6 separate regions of the Mus musculus genome follow, and regions 1, 2, 3, 4 and 6 are each linked to region 5. The links are chromatin contacts, called in public HiChIP or PLAC-seq, Micro-C, capture Hi-C and promoter capture Hi-C maps. All regions are on one chromosome and are shown on one strand. Each heading gives the region's core, a stretch centred on a gene start, on an enhancer-like site or on the middle of the called end of the contact. The rest is flanking DNA. Distances are from core to core; before and after follow the strand shown.

Region 1 (2,700 bases), core at 16-2,515, 420 kb after region 5:
GCCCACCTTGACCTGGGCGTAGAAACTGCCCAGGCTGCAGCAGACACGGCACTCCAGCATGGTGTCATCGTTGTTGTGGGCATAGCGCAGGGCCTTCTCAAAGCTCTCCAGGGCCTTCTGGAAGAGGCTGAGGCCCAGGAAAGCATTGCCCATGCTCAGGCTGACCTGACCCCCAAGCTGGGCACCAGCCCTGGTGCCAGGCAGGCCGAGGCAGGTCTTGCAGTAGGAGATGGTTTTGTGGAACTCACATAGCTTCTCATTGCTGCGCGCCAGGTTCAGGTAGCTTTCGAGCAGGAAGTCAGCATCCTCCAGTCCCCGAGCAGTATCAATCTGGACCACGGCAAACTGACCCCGGGGGGAACAGGTAGACAACACTCAGCAAGGCTGCATTCCCTGGCTGCCACAGCCAGAGAGAATGGCAGACCCTGAAGCTCAGACTCAAGAGTTTCAACAACCTCAGATCCATCCTCCCAGGCTCCAGTCATAGCAGAGAAGTTCTAACCAAAGCTCAGGGTAGACATACACTTTCACTCCCAGCCTCAGATCTGGAGTCTACCACTGACCAGCCTGACCCTCAAACTTGGAGCCTGTTCCTCCAGGCAGCAAGCAGCAGACTAAAATCTAGACTTGGAGGTCTGGGCTTAAGATCCCTGGATGCCTGTGAACATCATTGACACCGAGGTCAAAGGCCACAGGCCTGACTCTGACGATACCCAGCCAACTAAGACTCAGGATCTCCCATGCATATTCAAAACTTCAGACCAGACACTAGCCTATGAGACCCAGAGGTTCTCACTCAGGAAGATACAAGGGTGTCTGGGAGTTGGAAGCCACCCAGTCCTGTTCCCAATCTTCTCACAGCACCTGGGCCCTCCCACAGCACCCTGGAAGGGTAATGTGTACCTTCAGCATCTCTTTGTAGCGGCCCATCTCCGAGTGAGCTGTTACCAAGCAGCCCAGTACCCGGAAGCGGCCCACGAGGTCAGAGCCCTTCTCCAGCACCTTCATCCACACCTGCAGTGCCTTCTCTGTCTGGTTGGACTGGTACAGCTGCAGTCCTTTTTCAATCTGTTGCTTTGTCTGGTCCTGCCCCATCTTCCCACAGCCTGGCCACTCGGAAAGACCGTGGCTGGCTAGGTGTCTTTAGACCCTCATGGTGTTGGACCCACGGTGTCGGCTGATCTCTGGGGAGTGGGGGTGGGGGGAGCACACCAGGCAAAAAGCTAAGCAGGGCCTGGATGGACAACGGGCGCCACCCTGGGAACAAGGCTGGTTCAGCCCCTGTCTGCAGCTGTCCCTGCCAGTTGGAGCCACGTGGTTTCTGAGGAATGTCAGCAGCAAGGTCACGAGGGTTCCTGCTGCACCCACTCCAAGCTGAAAGGTGGCTGTCCCAGGGATATAGGCACTGCACCACCGGAGAACCTGTTTGGTGTCCCCTTTGACACTTCTGACACTGGCCTTGGTGCCCCTGGCAGGTTATGCTCTTTGGAAGCCTTGTCAAAGGCTGTCTGCCAGGATGCAGGCAAGCCTTAGGCCAGAGGTTTTGACAGCAGGAAAGCAGCAGGCAGGACACTTGGCATCAGGGAGAGGAGTTGAATGTTCGCCTTGCTGCTGATTCTTGGTTCTTTTTCTTTTGTTTTGTTTTCTTTTCCTTTTTCCTCTCTCTCTCTCTCTCTCTCTCTCTCTCTCTCTCTCTCTCTCTCTCTCTCCGCCTCCCTCTGTCTCTCCCTCTCTCCCTCTCTCTGTCTCTCTGTCTCTGTCTCTGTCTTTCTGCTTTGAGACAAGATTTCTCTGTGTACCCTGGCTGTCATGGAACTTGCTTTGTAAGCCAGGGTAGCCTCAAACTCAGATATCTGCCTGACTGCCTCCCAAGAGCTGGGACCAAAGGAGTGAGCCATTGTACCTGGCTAATGGAACATTCCACCCCATTCCCCCCAAGACAGGGTTTCTCTGCATAGCTCTGGCTGTTCTGGAACTCACTCTACACCAGGATGGCCTCAAACTGAGAGATCTACCTGTCTCAGCCTCCTGAGTGCTGGGATTAAAGGTGTGCACCATCACAGCCCAGCTTCACCTCTTTTCTTCCCAGTTCCTCCCCCATTTTATTTTCTCATTTTACCCATCACATAGACACTTACCTGGGCACATGTCCACACTGTTCCTAACAATTAGCCAGTTGATGGGAGGCCTGGTTTCCTCCTAACTCCCTTAAGCAAATCATGTAGCTCTCTGAGCCTGCTTCCTCCTCTTCGAGGCAAGGATAGTTAAACTCTCATAGTGGTGTGTGGCTCTCACACAGCACAGCACAGCACAGCACAGCACAGCACAGCACAGCACAGCAATGGGCACCAGCCTGGCCCTGCTTGCTGTATTTCTGTATTAGCTGTGTGAGCATAGAGAATTTGGGCACATTGCTGGCCCTGGAGAAGAAAGGTTAACAGCACCTAGTTCACAGGATTCCCACAGAACTAGAGGAGCTGCTGATTGACAAGGACTTAGAACAGTGTCTAGTGTGAAGGAAACAGTGTGTTAGTGAGAAGAGATGATACTACCTACCCCTTGACAAAATGATGACCAGAGGCCACAATTTGGTCCTTGAAGATTCACGAAGTGTCTCAATCCCAGGGGCTGGTGAGATGGTGTAACAGCATTTGCTGCCAAACATAACAACCCGAGTTTCATCCCTGGGAGTCACGTAAC
Region 2 (2,700 bases), core at 89-2,588, 340 kb after region 5:
ATGCCCCGGACTCTGAGTTCAGGGCCCCGGGGCGAGGTCAGCAAGCTCTTACCTGGCTCTGTGACCTTGAGGTCAAACTTGACCTTTGAGGAGCCTGCAATGACCGCGTAGGAACCCTGGTCATCAGGGCTCGCATCCCGCACTGTCAGTGTGTGTCGCTTGCCCTCTGCTGCCAAACCATACTTGTCATTGGCGGTGATGTCGCTGCCATCCCGCTGCCACCGCACCTTCACGCCTGACCGCTCCGTCTCAGCCTCGAACACGGCAGCACTGCCAGCGGTCACCTCCGCTGACCTTGGCTTCTTGTTGAAGGCTGACACTGAAGAGCCAGATGGAACTTGCAGGAAGTAGGCTCCCTGGTACCCCACCCCCGACACCCTTCTTCAAGAAGACTGTGTAGTAAGCACACCCCAAGCTACTTGTTTAATGCTCCAACAGTTCTATGGGGTGGGTGCAGCCATATTTATGTCTCAGGTCAGGTGAGGTTAATGACAGATGAAAGAGTCCAGGCTGTTGTCCCCACCACCATATAAGACGTCCCTACCTTCCTGCTTGGGAACACCAGTGGTAGGCCCAGCCTCCCTTCCCATTGTGGAACCCTTGGCAAGGGCCCCAGCACTCTGCCTACTTGGGATATAGCTAAATTTGTCCTCTGAGGGCTTCAGACTAAGAATGAGCAATTGAGATAAGGCAGCAGGGGCCTGGGGGCTGGGGACTGGATCCCTGACCCCATGACCTCTGCAAGGGTGTTGGCCTGGTCCAGGTCTTTGGCTACAGTCTTTGTCCTTGGCTTGCCTGTTCTATTCCAGAGAAGAGAGGCACTGTCCCCCCACATCTGGAGCCAGGTCTCATGTGAATACCCTAGGGTTTCCAGCTCATGTGGCAGACACTCAGAGCTGGAAAGGGTCGCTACCCCCTCATCTCAGTACCCTTAGAAACTGAGCTCAGGGGCTCAGCTCCACTGGAGCCTAAATTGAGCTCCTTGAATTGAGGACCCTGGCTGAAGAAGAAAATACAGGTCCAGACAGAATGGGCTGTTGACCCTGGATTCTTCCTGACTTAGTGAAGTCATCTCTCAGTGGCCCTGACACCGAGTTTATCCTTGATCTCATTAGAGGGATGGGGAATGAAGCAGAGAATTAGACAAAGCCCAAAGAGGACCATCCTGTCCCTTCCTGGAACCCACAGGCCTCATCCTACACCGGTACCTAACCCTGCCCACAAGCCGTGTGCACCACTGACCCAAACCCTTACGTGGAGCTACCTGGTTTCTTCCCTGGCTCCGGCATCTTGAGAACAGTCACACCAGGCATCAAGCAGGCCACCCAAGGAGGGACTGAACAGTGTCCTGTGTTCTCACTATTTATGAGGACTGCCCCCTCCCCAGCCCTGCTTATCAGCCTCCTGCTAGCCACCTGCTAAATATAGACAAATTCCATCCAGCTGAGGTATCTTCATGGAGAAGATAGAGCCACTTGGTCCTCTGGCTTCTCCTCCCCACCCCCAGCAGGACTGGATAGCTTCCGCCCTTCCACTCCTCCATGGATCTCAGGGGTAGCCCCACCTTTGTCTGTGTATCCAGCCACCAGAAAATTACACTGTCGAGGTGCTCTTGGCCCGTGACACCCACAGCTAAAGATCGAGGGCACAGGTGCTGGGTGGGAGAGAGGGTATCCAGGGCTAGCTGCTGTTGTTCTTTTGGTCAGCAGAGCTTTGGCACACATTACTGCACCACAAGGGGCAGGGGCTGGCCTTGGACCACGGAATCCTGAGTGGGCTTGGCGGAGGGTTAGGCAGGGAGGGAATCTGCTGGGAGTTAGTCCCCCCCACCCCACCCCACACACACAAGGGACAAACTAGGCGAGCCTGCAGGCGAGGGCATGGGAGTGGATCTCTAAATGTCCTCCCAAGTAGAGGACAGGAGCAGAGCTAGCTCTTGCTAAAGTCACAAGGACTAACCAAAGATGAATGCAGAGCATTCCAAATCCCCCCAGCTGCCACCCCACTGCCACTGTTCTTGTTCTGTGACCCTCAGTTGGATCAGGCTCATCAGGTGTAACAGGGGAAAAAGTAAATGACGGGGATCTCCATTAAGGAATTCTAGACTAGAATAGATAGCTTATACCAGAAGGAGGGAGTTCACATATAAGCATTTTCCAGTCAATAGAAACCTAGCCGTGATTTCCACCCAATTTTAGTTACTTTAGAGTCATATCACCTGCTCCTAAGTCATGTGCATGAGTGTGTGTGTTGAAGCTATAACTAGCAATCCAGGTTGGTCTCAAACCAATGACAATCCTCCTGCCTCAACCTAAGTGCTGCTATTCTGGGTATGCACTGCTATGCTTATCTCCGAGTCGTCCAGAGAACTGGTCTGGGGCTGGAAGAGAAGGCTCAGTGATTAAAAGCACTTGTTCTTGCCGAGAACTCAGGTTCCGGTCCAAGCACCCACACAATACCTCACAACCATCTGTAACTCCAGCTCCAGGGGACCCAACACCCCTCTTCTAGACTGCAGGCACCAGGCACACACATGGCACACATACATATACGCAGGCAAAAAATTTGTTTAAATGTTTAAGGAACTGGTGTTTGAGAGCCAGAAGAAGAAGAAGAAGAAGAAGAAGGAGAAGAAGAAGAAGGAGGAGGAAGAGGAGGAGGAGGAGGAGGAAGAGGAGGAAGAGGAGAAGGAGGAGGAGG
Region 3 (2,700 bases), core at 42-2,541, 280 kb after region 5:
GTGCATGTGTGTGTACAGTGAACAAAGTCTCAGGCCATAGAAGCAAAATCTTGGAGCCCTGGAAATGCCCTATACAGGAGTGAAACATTTTATTTAGAAGTCTATGAAAATCTAATAAAAATATAGATTCTTTGGAAAGTATAATTGTTATCGCCTCGCAGCCTTTTGGCTAAGATCAAGTGTGAAAGATATAATTGTTTCTTTTATGCACGCGTGTGCCTGAGCATGCATGTGTGCACTCTGTCAGTGTAGCACTGAGAAGAGCCACAGTTTACCGGGAACTAGCATCACAGGCCGTGATGAGCCACCCAGTGCCAGTATTCAGAGCTGAACCTAGGCTTTCTGGAAGAGTCATGAGTGCTTGTAACTGCTGGGCCATTTCTCTGGCCCCCAGGAAATAATTGATTTCGAATACATTTAGAAATTCCTTTAGACACTTCCCCTAAATTTGTAGAAACCCTGGTATTTTCCGTCCCTAATTCACAATCCCTACAAGATAGAGAAAGACCAGGCCTCCTGGGAATGCATTGTATTACTGACTCTGATCCAGAGACCCGAATAGTCGAGAGCTGTGGTTCAGCACCAAGGGCAGAGGAGGCAGCAGTAGCTGCTTGGCCCCCTTTCTATCTTGAAGTGGGAAAACTGGTTAGAGATGAGACAGTTGGGACATGGACTTTTCCATGTGAGATCACATGAACAGTATGCAGCTGTTGTTACTGTCTGAGTGCAATTAACTGGAAAGTCTGTGTGATAGTTACCCATCAGGCTGAATGCTACTCAATGAGACAGAATAATCAAGTTTCCATGTAGACGTAAAAGCCCAGGTTAGTGCTGTATAAAGAATCTGCTTTTATCTTGATTCCCCCCCCCCCCGCCCCGGAGTAGCCCTGAAAGTAATTTTTTGTTGTTGTTATAATTCTTCACTCTAGATTAGACTGAAACAGAGTCTCAGAAACTCGGCTGGAGATGAGCTAGCTATAGTCTGAGCTGTTATTTTTTCAGCTCCTCGTCTCCTTTTTGGGTGCTGAGGATTGGAACTAGGGCCCCATCCATTCTAGATAAGTCCTTGATCACTAAGCGATAGCCTCAACCCTATTCCGTTTGAAATTTGACTCTGGAAGCTCATAAACGTGGACAGCCAGCAGGGAAAGCAAGCGTCAGATTCTATCGTGAGTTCAGAAGTGGAAGCCTCTGACCTCCGCCCCTTGCTGAGATGAACCTGAGAAGGGTGAGTCCCTTAGGCGTAGCACTGGGTATTTATCAGTACTTTTCCCCCTATTGGATTTTCAGATTATATCAGAATTCCTCCTGGGAATGCTGGCTTCTTGCTCAGTGCCCTGAAGTTTCTCTGCAATGAACTGACAAATCGGAACCATGGTGCAAAAGAAGTTCTGCCCTCGGTTACTTGACTATCTCGTGATCGTAGGGGCGAGGTAACCAAGAAGACCAATAACTGTCTTGTTCTCTGTGGCAGCCACAATGTCTTGTTACTCCCAGACCTTATTTCCATGTTGCTTTGAATATCTTATTCTGTCCTATTGCTTTATGTTCTTGTTACATGTTTTGTGTTCCACTTTATGTATGCTATCTCTCATAAATAAATACATGCTGCCGGGCGTGGTGGCTCACGCCTTTAATCCCAGCACTCAGGAGGCAGAGGCAGGCAGATTTCTGAGTTTGAGGCCAGCCTGGTCTAAAGAGTGAGTTCCAGGACAGCCAGGGCTACACAGAGAAACCCTGTCTTGAAAAACCAAAATAAATAAATAAATAAACAAACAAATGCTGTTATTTTAACTCATACTTTATGGGTTTCGAGCAAATATATTCTTTATAGCCCGTTTTCATAGTCTGTCAAAAGGGGAAAGCACTCTGTACTTCTCTGTCTACCTAGATTCCTAAGGTAATCTTTTAGCTAAGGTGCTGATCATCTTGAGGTGCTAGTGATGATTTTCTTGTTGAAACTTTCAGGATAGTGTCTTCATGACAGTGTGGACTTCAGTCTGTCAGTTAAACTCTTTCCTAAAGTGCCTTTGAGCTTCATCTGTTGATTGTGGTTCAAGTGTGATAGCATGTTCCATGCTGTTGGGTTGCTGAGTGTGCCTTTATGTCCTTCAGGCACCCAAGCAGTGACAGTGTGGCTCAGACTCCTGAGCTGCTGCGGAGGTACCCACTAGAGGATCACCCAGAGTTCCCCCTGCCCCCAGATGTGGTGTTCTTCTGCCAGCCAGAAGGATGTCTGAGTGTGCGGCAGCGGCGGATGAGCCTTCGGGACGATACCTCTTTTGTCTTCACCCTAACCGATAAGGACACCGGAGTCACCCGCTATGGCATCTGTGTCAACTTCTACCGTTCCTTCCAAAAGCGAATGCCAAAGGAAAAGGTGGAAGGCGGAGCAGGACCCCGTGGGAAGGAAGGCGCTCACACCTCTGGTGCCTCAGAAGAGGCTGCCGCTGGGAGCTCAGAGAGTGGCTCAACCTTGCAGCCGCCTAGTGCTGACTCCACTCCTGACGTAAACCAGTCTCCTCGGGGCAAACGTAGGGCAAAAGCGGGCAGCCGCTCCCGCAACAGTACCCTGACATCCCTGTGTGTGCTTAGCCACTACCCTTTCTTCTCTACCTTCAGAGAGTGTCTGTATACTCTCAAACGTTTGGTAGACTGCTGTAGTGAACGGCTGCTAGGCAAGAAACTGGGCATCCCTCG
Region 4 (2,700 bases), core at 146-2,645, 300 kb after region 5:
TTATTCTTTTGTTTTCTATAATGGGTATTTATTTAATGTGTTATTTTATTTATGTCAGTTCACATAACCCATTTAAAAAAATTATTTGCTCAGGATTTCTCTAGAACTAGGTGTGTCTTCGTGTTATTTCAGAGGACTGATCAAGACTCTGTCATCGGTGTGAGTCCAGCTGTTATGATCCGAAGCTCAAGTCAGGATTCTGAAGTTAGCACCGTGGTAGGGGAATACCACATTGGCCTCTTTGTGGGTGGGGTGTGGCCTTCTCCCTGGAAGGGCTCCTTCCCTTTGATCTGCTCTTAGTCTCAGATCAGCTTGATCCTCATGGGTGTGTGGACGCAGGATGTCACTCATTTTATAAAGAAGTGTATGGGAAAGCTGACACACCTCTAAAATGATTCTTTTCCTAGCAGTCAGGGTTCTAGCTGGCTTTGGGAATCCTTCTCTGGGACTGTCCTTACTGCCTTTTGTCTTTCCCAGGTGAGTAATAGTTCCGGAGAGACCCTTGGAGCTGACAGTGACCTGAGCAGCAATGCAGGTGACGGGCCAGGAGGCGAAGGCAGCGCCCACCTGGCAAGTTCCCGGGCCACTCTGTCCGACAGTGAAATCGAAACCAATTCTGCTACAAGCGCCATCTTTGTAAGCTCTATATACTAACAAAAGAACATTTCTTTAATGGAAGAGGAAAGTGGTTTAGAGACAACAAGAAGGAAAAGGTGGGGCTGGAGGTGTAATTCAGAGGCCGAGCACCCTTGTGCAGGCGCTTGGTCCTGCGGAGGAAAGGGGAGCCTTCCCATAGTCCTGAGGAGGTCTGGCTCAGCTGGGTGGCTCTTTTCTCTCTCTCTCTTTCCAACTGTCTGCTGTTCTGTTTCCTTCCTCCCTCCTTCCCTCCCTCCTCCCTCCCTCCCTCCCTCCCTTTTTTCCTTCCTCCCTTCCTCCCTCCCTCCCTCCCTTTTTTCCTTCCTTTTCCTTTTCCTCTTTTTTGAGACAGTCTCACTGTGTAACCCAGGCTGCTCTCAAGCTTGTGGCCCCTCTGTTTTCGTCTCCCAAGTGCTGGGATTACAAGTGTGTACTGCCACACCCAAATGACATAAATCCTCGAGCTCTCACTTCTCCCGTCTGCTCTGCAGTGAATGCCTGCTTCTTTAGGCAGCGTTATCTGCTTTGATCCCTGAGCCGCCTTTTTAAGACGGCAGTGGGTATTTTCCACAACAGCTTTTCAGTCCTTTTGTCTAGAGAGGACAGTGGAAGATAGGATTCCAATGAAGTCATTTTCTTACTACTGGTGCTCATCTGTCTCTAGGTCCTTCTATATGTCTGTTCCTAGAAGAGCCAATGGAGACAGAGTTAAAAATTAGCAGGGTCATTCAAGTTAGGGCCTGACTCATACTGAGTCTACACAGACTGTTTTAATAAGAGTATTTGAGAAGTCCTTCCAGCTGGGTGTGGTGGCTCATGCCTGATATCCTTCTCAGGGGCTGAGGTAGAAGGATCTTAAGTTTGAGGCCAGCCTGCTACATGGTAAGACCTGGTCAAAAGGGGTGGGGCCCAGGAAGATGTCCCAGCAAGTAAAGGCTTTTGCCCTCAAACTTTGACAACCTGAGTTCCATCCTTGGAACTACATGGTCAAAGGAGAAAACCAACTCCTAAAAGGTGTTTTCTGGCCTACACTTGTATGCATAACCACAACCTGCACATTACCCCCAGGACACGTGTACAAATGAATAAATGTTACTTTAAAAAGTCTTTTGAGGGCTGAAGAGAGGCCTCAGCGGTTAAGAGCACTAACCACTCTTCCAGAGGTCCTGAGTTCAATTCCCAGCAACTACATGGTAGCTCACAACCATCTGTAATGGGATCTGACACCCTCTTCTGGTGTGTCTGAAGACAGCTACAGTGTAGTATACTCATATAAAAAAATTAATAATAATAATAGTAGTCTCTTGAAACCTTTTTAAAAATCCCTTCATTGTTGGGGCTGGAGAGATGGGCTTAAGAGCACGGACTGCTCTTCCAGAGGTCCTGAGTTCAATTCCCAGCAACCACATGGTGGCTCACAACCGTCTGTAATGGGGTCTGATGCCCTCTTCATCAACAGTGTACTCACATATGTGTAAAATAAATCTTAAAAAAGAAATCCCTTCATTGTGCTTTGACTCTGGATGTTGACAAATACAAGGTCATCCCTGTAAGATGCTGGTGACCGTGTGTTACCTTCCCTGGCTCTCCTCACCACACAGCCCTAACTGTCCTGTGCTAGGGAACAGTGGAGGTGAGAACTGTGTGTGTGTGATGTAGAAGATAATGTAAGGTATCCTGTTGGGCCCTCGCACGTACAGACACTTGCACACACATGTGATCATGCACACACACACACACATTCAATAAAAAACAATGCAATTAATCATTTCTCCAGTCCTGTGGGGTAGATATTATAATGTTCCTCTTATAGACAAGGAAAATGACCCTCAGCCACTACAACATTAATAAAAAGTAGGGATTTGACCCATGGCCAGTCTGACTTCAGACTCTGTGCTCCTTCTATTGTGCCATGCTACTGCAAAAGCTTTACCTTGTTTTGTGGGGTAAGGGTGTGAGACAGGATCTTGTGGCCCAGGCTGGCCTCAAACTTGTTATAAAGCTGAGGCTAGCCTTGAACTACTGATCTCCTTTCTCAACCTTCCACACACTGGGACTAGAGGC
Region 5 (2,700 bases), core at 38-2,537:
CCCACGTGGAAAAGCCGGCGGGTGAATATAGTTGAGAGTTCAAAGATCGATCTTTGATCTTTGGGCACAAACTCAGAGGCAGCTGCTAAATCTCCGGGTGCACCCACGTTCCCAAGCTGCTGCAGAGAAGCAGATTCCACTGCAGTCCTAAGTAGACATAACAGTTGCGTCCGGGCACCGAACACGTTATTAATAAGGAGCAGATGAAGCAGCAGTGCCGCTGCCATCCGCCCAGCTCCCCGGAGGCCAAGGCCCCACTGCACGGGTCGCGAGGCTGCCTTTGGAAGTTCCCAAAGAACGCGCCCCTGCGCTTTACCCGGGCCAGAACCGATCTGAGGGAGCTTTCCAGCAGTTTCTTCCCAAAGTTCCTCCCCAACCTCTTTTCCATCGCTGTTCCCCACCCCTCCCTTGGGGAGGATCCGGGGCAGGAAGCTGATTGGCCGCAGCCAGGAGAGGGAACCCAAAACTCCACTTAGGGGAGATGCTGCACGCAAGTATGAACCAAGGACCCTCAGAGAGAGCAGGGTTTCGAGTCCGAGAAATTGCTCCCCAAGTCCATGAATCCCGGATGCTCAAGTAACTCAGATTCAGCTGGGCCCCTCTCCGCAATCCACCCAAGATCCCCCAGTCCCTGGAAAGAGAACTGTTTACAATTTATGGGTTTAGCGACCATCCTCCCCGCCTTCCTTTCTTTGCACACATTCATTCGCACGCACCAGGGACACAGAAGCCCTGCCTTAACCTGAAAGGGAACCCGCCCCTGGCTCGTTAAAGAGCAGCGATGGAAGCCGAGAGAGCGTCTTGGGTCTTCTTCCACCCGGCCCAGACTACAGCGGGGACGAGTCCCACCACCGCTGTCCCCTCTCGTGCTAGAAGAGCTGCGGGGGCTGCTATTGCTTTCCTCCGCTCGCTCTGCCAGGGTTGGTGCTCGAAGTGAGCTCGAGGGTGGGACTTCAGGCCCCAGCCTCACGGTCCCACTCCCAGGAGGCGAGTCCTGCAGCGACCAGTCTCAGGGACAAACTTTCCCGGTGGCCCGGTCGGCGCGGGCGCTGCGACGCCGCTTACCGTGTGCGCAGAGCAGGGCGCCAAGCAGCAGCGCGCCCCACCACCGCCTCATGGTGCTGCGGCCGCCGCCGGCGTTCCCTGCCGGCCCGGGGGTCCCGCGGGCTCCCAAGGGACGCCGGGGCGGAGAGAATCAGCGGAGGGTTCCCCCGGGTTGAAAAGCGTCCCGGGTCCAGCTCGGCCGGCGCGCCCTGCAAGTCGCCCTCCGGGCTGCTGCTGCCTCCTGTACTGCCGGAGTTGAAGCCGCCCCGCCAGGGGACCGGGAGGGGGTGTCCCGAGCCTGGCCGCCCCGCCTCCCGCGTCTCGGCCCCCGCCACCACCACCCCGCCTGGTCCCGCCCCCGGCTCTGGCCCGGCCCCTTCCCGCCCTCTGCCCTCGCCCCCCAGTCCCAGGACCCCACCCGCCTGTGCCTCTTGCGCTCGCCTTAGCTCCTACTCAGTCTGCCCTAACATTCCTAGCCTTCCGGAGAGAGCCCCTTATCTGTCCCCATTACTGCGACTCAAATATCCCCAGCTTAAACAGAAAATTATCGTACTGGCAACTCTCAGCCTGGGTTCATTATCGGTCCACACTAGGGAGGAGCACCCGTGCTGACCCAAGTCGCCTGGGCGTGACCCCGGCCCCCCTACCAGCTCCAACTCCAGACTTTATTGTGATGTTTCAAAAATATGCAAGGCTTGCTAGAGCATAATTCTCTCGGCCTTTATTGACACCAAACAAGGGACATCAGGGGGCCTACAGTGTTGTGTCTCAACTAGTGTTCTCACTGTCAAAAATCCCTATTCTGAAGTTTTTCTTCTTGCACCCCAGCCCCTCCCCCGGTCTAGGCAGTGTTGTTCTTGGGCTAAATAATTCGGCGACCTCCCCTTTTCATTTATTCATTTCCTGAGGTGAAGTTGTCTGGGTCCTGTCTCCCCAGTTCAAATGCCCAGATTTGGCCCAGACAATCTCAGTTCCTCCATACTGTCTGTGAATGAGCCCCTTCACCATCCTTGACTTTCTGATCCTGGCAAGAAAGGGGTAGGGGGTAAGGAAATAAGTCAGTACTTAGAGTTGCACTCTGCCAAGAAGACCTGGGCCTTCTTTCGGCTCCTGTTTGTAAGGCTTTCCAGCAGTATGAAACGTTTGGATTACGACATAAACTTCTAATCCACTCTCGATGTTATCTCTGTGGTCTTCCCCACCCTCCGCCCCTTGAATACTAGTAGTTATTTGTTCATCTTGCTGCCTCCTGTGTTCCCAGGTTGTTTTGTTGCTTTTTGCTTACACCCCCTAACTTTCTTAGGGCCTGATATATTACTTTCCCCTCAGACCTGGCCTGCCAACATTGTTTGGCTTTCATTCATCTTATCCTGGACTTAGCTGGGAGAGAAGTAATTTGGTATAGTGCAAAGTGGATATTAGGCAATTTCTCCAAATGGATAGGTTGACGTTTCATCCTTGCTTGTTTTCCATTTTTCAAAATTTTCGTTTTAAATTGCCATCTTTGACCAAAGCTAACATTAAGCATACTTTGTGAAAGCTACAATAACAGAAAAATATGACATTAATTTATTCTGTGCTTTATGGTGTTCCCCCCTTCCCCTCACCCCCGAAATTTTTGCCTATCTATCAGTGGCAACTTGGTTGAACCAAGTT
Region 6 (2,700 bases), core at 162-2,661, 460 kb before region 5:
CCTGGTCCTAACTGCATCGTCAAGAATGGAGAGCGTGCAGTCCCAGCAGTGGGCTGACTTCTGTCGAGAAGCCTCTGCGATAGTCGTCGAGCCGTGAGGGTCACCGAGCTCAGTTTGATGTGCCCTACGCATTGAGGGCAGGGGTAGAGCCTCCAAACGGGGAGCCCAGTCGAGGCCTGGGTCAGGAGGGTAAAATTGTTCTTCACTCTTCAACCCGCAACCCCTGGAGAGGCCCTGTCTAGTCCTGTCAGTCAAAATAGGCACCGAGTTCCCAAGCTGTGGGCTCAGGTCTATCTCAAAGACAATCTCGGGGCTTACCCTTGGGCCCATCTCCCGGCTCCATCACGTCTGGGTCCTGGTCGAAAGGGCCAAGGTTCTCCGATGCCCCGCCCTCCCATCAACCCCCAGGCACGCAGTTCCTGTAGTCTCTGGGCGTGGGCAATGTGCTTCCGCGGGTTCTCGAGCCCCTACCCCTGCTGGGGACAAGTCGGGAAAGGGTGCTCTGGGCGCCCGTGGGGTAGATTTTCGATTATTAAGTGATCACTTCAGGAAAGCTATGGCCCCCAGGACTGTTCCTGAGGCGGAGAGAAGCCTCTGTACTTTAGGGGAAGAGAGAGGGGTGCTGGATATTGGGCCAAATCATTGTGCCTAACACTTCCTCTAAGAGCTGGGAGGGTGGAGGGCTGGGAGATGTATCTCCCCGGATGAGTAAAAGAGAGGGTACTCCTGGAGAGGGGGAAGGGAAACAGGAGAGAACAGGGGTGTTTTCCGTCGGGGCTCAAGGTCGCGGACAGAGGACTCCAACGGGCTAGAGCGTACTGGAGGCTCCCGGTGGGCCAAGGTGGGAACGGAGGGCAGGGAGACGGGCGGGAAACGGGCGCTTTGGGGCTTCATCTTCCGGCGCCTTGAAGAAGAGCCAACGGGAGGGAGTGAGGGAGTGTGGGTCCTGACCCGACGGCTGCTCTGCTTCGGGGTTGGGCTGTGGGCTGGGACTATTCCTCCCCTAGCCTTCTCAATGATCACCAATCCCTAGAGGTTCACCTAGAGAAACCTTTTAGAGACCTGGGGTCCTTCTTCCAGAGGGGTGCCCCATCTCTGAGCTCTCCGCCCCTTCCGCACCGCGCTTGCCTTTCAAAGGGGTCTGGGGCCCTGTTCCAGCCCGACCCACCTCTGGAGACCTTCAGGGGGTCCCAGAACCCTACATCCTCATCTTGCATAGAAGCCCCCCGCCCCCGCGATTCCGCGGAGTTACTCACCCGCTGCTTCTGTCTTGCTCCGCTGGCGCCGGACAGACGGCGGAACTAGCCAGAGGCCCTGCGAGTCGGTGGGGTGGGCGACTGGGCCGGGGGCCGGGGGCGGGGACAGGGTGCCAAGGGGCGGCCCCTGCTTCGCCTGCAGCTCCCGGCGCTGTGGCTCCGACTCGCGCTCACGCTCGCACTTTTCTCCGAGCCGCGTGATGTCACAGGGAAGCAGCCAATCGTGGTGGGGACGCACCGCCCGCCCGGGGCCGGTCACCCAGCGGCGACGCGCGGGGGTCACCACCTGGAGTGTCAGGCACCCTTGATGCTCACACCCTTCCCGGGAGATGGCCCGCAACTCCGGACTCCAGCACCGAGGGCACCGCCCACAGTCGCCAGGGAGGATTAGCCTCCGGCTCTGCCCTCCGGGGGGTGGGGTGGGGGCTGTCCGCGTTGTCATGGGGACTAGGCGCCCCCTCGCGGGCTGGGGAAGAACCAGGCGGCCAAGCTTGGCTATGAGCCCCGCCTCCGCCCTAACCACGCACTCTGGACACCGAAGTGTTTTCGAACCTCTCCACGGCTTGTAGCCCCTTCGTCGTTCCGCCTGAGGTTAAATCCTGGTCTTGAGGGTTTGGCCCCAACAGGCCCCTGGTGTGCGGCGGGGCAGATCTAGCAACGTGCTTCTGTCGGGACAGAGCGCTGCCTGATAGCCGCTGGACAGCCAAAAGACTGCAGCCGTCGGGGCCTGGGGAAGAGCAGGTGAGACTGGACAGGCGAGCATCTACCCTGGCTAAAGATCTTGTCACTCTCCACGCCCGGGAAGGGACGCGCATTAGCTGTGAGACTGAAGATGGCACGAGTCTCCTATCCAGCCGCGAATGAGTTCATCGCTGCCTATGTGGGGAAGCCAGGTGCCCAAGGTCACCTGGGACAGAACAGGCCATGAAGGAAAGTCCAGTCTCCTAGACCTCCCGCAACAGTACTAGGCTAAGGCCCAAAGTAGGCAGGTTCAGCACCTCGGACAGCCCCACACGTCCTTGGTGCGAAGGCCAGTTGCTCAGATCAAGCACCCGCCAGCCAGGGTTGAATGCACCCCTTCGCGCCCGGGGTCCTGAGTACCGGTCACCCACAAAGCTTCTTGAGTGTCAACAGCCAATTAACTTTAAGCCGGCTGACTTCTTGGAAAAACCACCTGAGTCTCAGCTCTCCTCTACTCTCCTGCAAGGGCTGGTAGGGGCTCCTGGGGACAGTGGTAGTGGTAGGGATAGCTTTGTAACGACAGAGGAGTTAGGAACAGAGAATGAATGAGTGGAGACTTGAGCTAGAGTCCGTGAGAGAAGGCTCCTGGTTCAGGTTTCTCCATGCTGAAGAGAGGGACGTCAACATTGGACAAAGTTGAGGGCAGGCTAGTGTGAGAAGCCATCTTCCCTCCCATGGGCGCTTTGGTCTTCCATGATCCTCT

Evidence for each region. A called contact is a pair of places that touch in the nucleus more often than the background predicts. HiChIP or PLAC-seq counts read pairs in DNA pulled down with a chosen protein or histone mark. Capture Hi-C pulls out chosen DNA fragments and counts their contacts.
Region 1: a contact with region 5 is called in a promoter capture Hi-C map of liver, with 2.0 times the contacts expected there. The contact joins the promoter of Rapsn here to the promoter of Lrp4 in region 5. A contact is called at or near these places in 6 of 39 promoter capture datasets (hematopoietic stem and progenitor cells, liver, neutrophils and 2 more), 1 of 115 datasets of contacts at active chromatin or transcription factors (embryonic stem cells) and 1 of 9 other capture datasets (liver).
Region 2: a contact with region 5 is called in an HNF4G HiChIP or PLAC-seq map of pancreatic cancer cells. The contact joins the promoter of Mybpc3 here to the promoter of Lrp4 in region 5. A contact is called at or near these places in 13 of 39 promoter capture datasets (the 3T3-L1 cell line, 3T3-L1-derived adipocytes, cranial neural crest and 5 more), 1 of 15 datasets of contacts at CTCF or cohesin (the NIH/3T3 cell line), 4 of 484 Hi-C or Micro-C datasets (embryonic stem cells, extraembryonic endoderm stem cells and transition I germ cells), 17 of 115 datasets of contacts at active chromatin or transcription factors (bone marrow-derived macrophages, craniofacial prominence, embryonic stem cells and 5 more) and 3 of 9 other capture datasets (adipose tissue, embryonic stem cells and macrophages).
Region 3: a contact with region 5 is called in a capture Hi-C map of macrophages, with 2.0 times the contacts expected there. The contact joins the promoter of Madd here to the promoter of Lrp4 in region 5. A contact is called at or near these places in 8 of 39 promoter capture datasets (the SN4741 cell line, cranial neural crest, embryonic stem cells and 4 more), 4 of 484 Hi-C or Micro-C datasets (embryonic stem cells and nephron progenitors), 5 of 115 datasets of contacts at active chromatin or transcription factors (astrocytes, embryonic stem cells, memory CD8 T cells and 2 more) and 4 of 9 other capture datasets (adipose tissue, liver, macrophages and 1 more).
Region 4: a contact with region 5 is called in a FOXA1 HiChIP or PLAC-seq map of pancreatic cancer cells. The contact joins the enhancer-like site here to the promoter of Lrp4 in region 5. A contact is called at or near these places in 7 of 39 promoter capture datasets (cranial neural crest, embryonic stem cells, liver and 3 more), 1 of 484 Hi-C or Micro-C datasets (liver), 4 of 115 datasets of contacts at active chromatin or transcription factors (the 230-238 cell line, embryonic stem cells and pancreatic cancer cells) and 1 of 9 other capture datasets (pancreatic islet).
Region 6: a contact with region 5 is called in a Micro-C map of embryonic stem cells, with 2.4 times the contacts expected there. The contact joins the promoter of Chrm4 here to the promoter of Lrp4 in region 5. A contact is called at or near these places in 2 of 39 promoter capture datasets (both in liver), 3 of 484 Hi-C or Micro-C datasets (all in embryonic stem cells) and 1 of 115 datasets of contacts at active chromatin or transcription factors (embryonic stem cells).

Annotation. Positions count from the first base shown.
Region 1 is chr2:91,034,192-91,036,891 of GRCm38.p6, reverse strand. It overlaps Rapsn (receptor-associated protein of the synapse), which reads right to left and starts at 1,265. Exons shown (of 8, transcript NM_009023.3): 1 at 904-1,265; 2 at 7-345. The coding sequence starts at 1,095. It also overlaps Gm13778.
Region 2 is chr2:91,116,782-91,119,481 of GRCm38.p6, reverse strand. Mybpc3 (myosin binding protein C, cardiac) reads right to left here and starts at 1,338. Exons shown (of 35, transcript NM_008653.2): 1 at 1,265-1,338; 2 at 53-319. The coding sequence starts at 1,313.
Region 3 is chr2:91,177,912-91,180,611 of GRCm38.p6, reverse strand. It overlaps Madd (MAP-kinase activating death domain), which reads left to right and starts at 1,291. Exons shown (of 35, transcript NM_001177720.1): 1 at 1,291-1,433; 2 at 2,116-2,700. The coding sequence starts at 1,375.
Region 4 is chr2:91,155,921-91,158,620 of GRCm38.p6, reverse strand. Madd (MAP-kinase activating death domain) reads left to right here. Exons shown (of 35, transcript NM_001177720.1): 21 at 133-216; 22 at 478-636. Among named protein-coding and RNA genes, the nearest start is that of Madd, 22 kb to the left of the region's middle. Within about 2 kb of position 1,395, at least 23 of the 459 cell types and tissues checked have an H3K27ac peak or open chromatin away from gene starts, as enhancers often do. A contact at or near this core is called in pancreatic cancer cells, where this site is marked.
Region 5 is chr2:91,456,118-91,458,817 of GRCm38.p6, reverse strand. It overlaps Lrp4 (low density lipoprotein receptor-related protein 4), which reads right to left and starts at 1,287. Exons shown (of 38, transcript NM_172668.3): 1 at 1,066-1,287. The coding sequence starts at 1,117.
Region 6 is chr2:91,920,900-91,923,599 of GRCm38.p6, reverse strand. Chrm4 (cholinergic receptor, muscarinic 4) reads right to left here and starts at 1,411. Exons shown (of 2, transcript NM_007699.2): 1 at 1,257-1,411.